2 separate regions of the Danio rerio genome follow, and region 2 is linked to region 1. Evidence: chromatin contacts called from public HiCAR-type data. All regions are on one chromosome and are shown on one strand. Each heading gives the region's core, a stretch centred on a gene start, on an enhancer-like site or on the middle of the called end of the contact. The rest is flanking DNA. Distances are from core to core; before and after follow the strand shown. Region 1 overlaps LOC141380307 (a long non-coding RNA gene). Region 2 holds the start of midn (midnolin).

What was found. HiCAR-type assays count read pairs that join an accessible place to other places.
Region 2: a HiCAR-type map of caudal fin shows a contact between it and region 1, with 19 times the contacts expected there. The contact joins the promoter of midn here to the enhancer-like site in region 1. A contact is called at or near these places in 10 of 18 Hi-C or Micro-C datasets (caudal fin, embryo, gastrula embryo and 2 more) and 2 of 4 datasets of contacts at active chromatin or transcription factors (caudal fin and gastrula embryo).

What each region holds. Positions count from the first base shown.
Region 1 is chr22:18,261,591-18,264,114 of GRCz12tu, reverse strand. It overlaps LOC141380307 (a long non-coding RNA gene), which reads right to left. Exons shown (of 2, transcript XR_012398129.1): 2 at 1-1,160. Among named protein-coding and RNA genes, the nearest start is that of cirbpb, 22 kb to the right of the region's middle. Within about 2 kb of position 1,259, at least 26 of the 62 cell types and tissues checked have an H3K27ac peak or open chromatin away from gene starts, as enhancers often do. A contact at or near this core is called in caudal fin, where this site is marked.
Region 2 is chr22:18,450,366-18,452,889 of GRCz12tu, reverse strand. midn (midnolin) reads left to right here and starts at 1,265. Exons shown (of 7, transcript NM_207052.1): 1 at 1,265-1,782. The coding sequence starts at 1,559.

The DNA.
Region 1 (2,524 bases), core at 10-2,509:
AACCGGAGCACCCGGAGGAAACCCACTTGACGCAGGGAGAACATACAAACTCCACACAGAAACGCCAACTGAGCCGAGACTTGAACCAGCGACCTTCTTTCCCCTTTAACACCAATTTTAAAATGACCATTTTTACAGCAGATAAAAATTTATTTTATCCATAGTTGTTTTTAGTTGTTAAGCACCCAAGTAATGTGCATTTTCCTTAAATTAAATTTTCACAAAGTCCACATTTGTGTAGTTTACATTGAGATGGCACATTCAAAACATTTTTGAATAGATTTAGATTTGAAAAAATAGCCCTTTAAAACCCATTTTCAAACATTTGCATTTTCAGGCTGCACCCTTGTGCTATAAGTGAATGATCAAAACCCAGACAAAGCTTTCCATTTGTAGTCAATTATCCATAAAAGTTTTGGTTTTCTGGCATCAATTTTTTCTTACAAACCATAGAAAAGCTAATCTGATTATGATTACAGATTACTTTCCCAAACTAAAGTGACAACCCCTTGAACTAAACCTCAACTTTTGCCATTTTCTGTTCACCAGGGTGAAACATTCAGCTGAGGCGTAACAAATACTCGGTTTTGAAATGATTCATGGCTCACTTGACATCAAAGGAATGTTCTGAAATGCACATATCTCGCGGCCTTCGAGAACATATATTGTTCGCCATGAACTCTCCTTCCATGAAGTGAGTGCACCGATGCTGTTTTCCATCTGCAGACAAAAGCCTGTGTGTGTGTGTGTGTGTGTGTGCTGTGAAGGCATGCAGCATGACCTGAGGGTCCGTTTCGGCGCATGACAAAACAAGCTTGAGTTCTGCATGAGGCACAGAACGGGGATCCAGGATTTGTTCCATGACTTCAAACTCTCTTTCCCCCCAATTTTTCTTTTTCCTTCCTCTCTGCAGCCGTTTTTATTTTCGTGATATAACATCATTCTCTTCCAGCATTTTTACATGATATCCCTGTTCACCCCTCTTTCGCCATTCCTTCATGAGTGGGTGGAAGGTTGAATGTGTTGGTCCAAAGGGGGCATATGAAGGTATGACTGCACTTGGCTTAGGGATTTAAGGAGGAGGGCAGCTGTTCGCTCTCTTGGTCTTTCCTGGAATGAGGTCTACCGTGCGAGGTATCAGAGGTGACGTGAAGGCCCTGCTGTAGGAAAAGAGCATAAACCTGCTTTAGACAGCTGTCGTTCGCCGGATCAGCTACTCAAGAGGCTGTCGTCTATTTGTTGGGCGCTAGATGTGAGCTGATCAATGGGAGACCCCTGCTGGTGTGTTTATGCCACTGCAGTGGCTTTGAAGAACTTAAGTGATCCAATGTACAATGTAGAGTGTGTTGTTGGATGGATGATATATATTTCAGTGCCTTTATTTATCAGGGGTCACCACAGTGGAATGAACCGCTAAATTATCCAGCATATGTTTTTACGCAGCACATGCCCTTCCAGCTACAATCCATCTGTGGGAAACACCCATACACTCTTACATTCACACACATACACTACTGCCAATTTAGCTTACCCAATTCACCTGTACCGCATGTCTTTGGACTGGTGGGGAAATCAGCGCACCCGGAGGAATCCCACACGTACACGAGGAGAACATGCAAACTCCACTCAGACATGCCAACTGACCCAGGTGGGCCTTGAACCAGCAACCTTTTTGCAGTGAGGCAATCGTGCTACCCACTGTTCCACCGTGACGCCAGATGTTATATATGTTTTATTAGATGAAATTCCGTTTTGGTGTCTGCAGCTTTAAATGTTCCAGTTCTATAAAGCATGCTGGATTCTGATTGGCTATGAATGTAGCAATAATATTGTGTCTGTATCATGGAAGTTGTGTGCATTCTATTCTTTTCAGTTTTGAATAGTTTTATTATTATTATTATTATTATTATTATTATTATTAAAATGTACTTTTATTTTTTGTATCTAATATGTGATAAAACATTTTATTGCTTAATATTGATAACATTTTTTGTCTTTTAGCATTTATTTTGGCATTTATAAATGGCTATTTTTTTCGAGATTTAAGATAAGTTGTTTGCAAAAAAAAACTGGAAATATTATTGCATTTATTATGTTATAATGTATTTTATTACATTATTCATTCATTCATTCATTTTCTTTTCGACTTAGTTCCTTTAATAATCAGGGGTCAACACAGTGGAATGAACCGGCAACTTATCCAGCTACGTTTTATGCAACAGATGCCCTTCCAGCTGCAACTCATCACTGGATATTATATTATATTATAATATATTATATTATATTATATTATATTAAACATTTATAATATATAAAAAAATTGCTAAAATTTAGAAAGTACATATTTAATGATGTTTTGGGTCATATTTTACTTTGAATTGTGTTTTAATACAGTTGTTGTTTTGATGTTTGACTTCAGCAACAACATATATTGGATAAAGCATCTCATAATTTTGATTATATTTGATAATATGCCTTTTATTTTTTGGTTTACTATTTAAGTACAAGCATGTGTAATAAAAAT
Region 2 (2,524 bases), core at 16-2,515, 190 kb before region 1:
TATTTTAGAAATGTAAAATAAAATGCATTGAGTGTGTTAACTAGCGACATTAGGAGTTAAGAAATGCAAGGCAGTGATAGGGTTAAGACAACAACAACATACACGTGTTCAACATGAATTTCTTTAATAAATTAATATTTCAGTGACATTCCTGATTTTCTGTCAGTAAAAAGGCTCTAAATGACAATATTTTTATTTTAAATTTGCGAGAAGACCTTTTAAAAATAAAGCCATAGCTGTATAAGTCCAGTCAGGAGCGGATTTAACCAATAAGCAAGATAAGCGGCAGCTTAGGGCCCCAGGAAATCTGAGGGCCCCCAAATAAATACCTAGAAGTATAAATTACTCCTATAAATTATATTTAAATCATATTTTGTATAACAAGTGTGTCTAAAAAAATAAAAGTTTAATGTTTATTATATCTGTGCAAATGTATCCCTCAATCATGGAGAAGTCCAGCAAATTAGGTAAAGAATTACTTTTAATTTTCAGAAAATAAATAATTTAAAATGCTTACGAGATGCATTACATGTTGGTATTATTTTTGCATTAAGAAGACAAAATGTAGAAAAAGAAAAAAAATGCAAAATAAATCAATTAAAGTACAAAATGAGCATTTTAGAACTTTTGTTCCCCATGGCTGAAATTGCTTGGGCCCCCAAATCACTAAATCCTAAATCCAGAGGAAGCATAATTGTCAAGTGGTTTTTAATATGTTTCCATAGCTGTATATAAAAACTACAAATCCATAAACTCTTTAGCTTCAGCAAAAGAATGTCTACCATTAAATGTCAACAAATATGCAACATTAGCTACACACGAAAAGCAAGGTGACACAAAGTATTTTTGCTGTGTTTTGAAAATAGACCGCGCAGTGTTGCTGTTTAAACATTCAAGGTTATATTGGGTGACTTTTGTTACTTTGACAGTTTGCCTCATGAATGGTGTGGAATTGGTAACAGTGGGCTGGAACTCCAGGACTGGAGCTCGTCGCCCACTCAGATTGGATTTGTCCTCAATGAGGAAAGCGGTGTGGGGGAGAGAAATGAGGCGGTGTTTGCGCTCCACGTGGGTGAGCAGGCCGTCCTCCCGTTGGCTGTGTATATGACGTCACCACTAGCCCCTCCTTTGATTGGGCAGAGCTTTTGTGGGTGTAATCATAGCGGCACAGTGGAAGTGAGACACGGTGAAACAACGGGCATTATTATGCGTGTTTCACTGGAGTTTCTCTCCGCGATGAGAGCTGCGCTTTAAAACATAGGAACAGATATAAAGAAATATACATATATAAAGAAAAGAAGGAAAGATCGCGCTGGTTTTTGCAGTACACTGTCAACGACAAAGGACTACACTTGCAGAATATGCATTTGAATGCACTATCGGAAAAATAGAATTAAAAACTGCTGTATTTGAAGATATTAATTCGGGGGATCGCCGCAGGATCCATCACCAAACGGGAATAATCATTGGGAATATTTTTCCAATAGCTTTCCATTGAGACACCCAGCCCTATCCGCCCGCTTCCATCGACCCTGTCTCCTCTATCGTAGGCTATCGAATGGACCAGCATCCGAGCGCCCGGAGCTGCAGCAGTCGCGGAGCTGCGCCGTCCTGCGAGAGCGTCTCCGGCGAGCCCCCCATGAATTTGTACATCCACTCCACCACCGGCACACGCTTCGAGCTCTCCCTTCCCGCAGAAGAGACCGTGGAAGGGCTAAAGCGAAGACTCTCTCAAAGACTGAAAGTACCCAAAGAAAGACTCGCTCTGCTACACAAAGAAACGTGAGTAGTGGTCTGATGTGTTCCTGTTAGATTGCACGGGTTAGCTGTTTTAACAATGAGCCGGTCAGAAGGTGGCTTTGGCTGGGTTTCCTAATGGAGATTTTTTTTAGCCATGCCTATTGGCAAGCCGTTTTAGCATTTATTAATTTAAGCTAGTATGTTTTGTATGTTTTTTTTTCTTCTTATTAGTACTTACTCCAGTAGTGCCTATAGTTTGCCTTTCTAACTCGCTGGAAAAAATTCACAAGATAGCAGTGTTTATTCACTAGTTCTTATCTATTAAACATTACAGCATTTAAAGGGATAGTTCACTCATGACTGAAAATTCTGTCGTTATTTACTCACATGTTCCAAACCTGTTTAACTTTCTTTCTTCTGTTGAACACAGAATAAGATGTTTCGAAGAAAGCTGAAAACCTGTAGTAATTGTTTTCCCTATCATGGAAGTCATCGGTTGGTTACAGGTTTTCAGCTTTCTTCGGAAATCGCTTAGGGGTGAGTACGTTTTCAATTTTTGGTAAATTATCCCTTTAACTATTGTTGACACTGATAGTCATTCTAACTGTTCACTTCTGACCAGCTAATATCTATTCCAGTTTTAATAGCAACTCTTAATTTAATACTATTTTATTTTTAAAAATGAGTCATTTTGACTACTGACATAGTTATCAATTCCAGTGTTATACCGTGACTACCAATGAAATAATAATCTCTAGTATGCAAGGAGTAAGCAGTTGCTGAC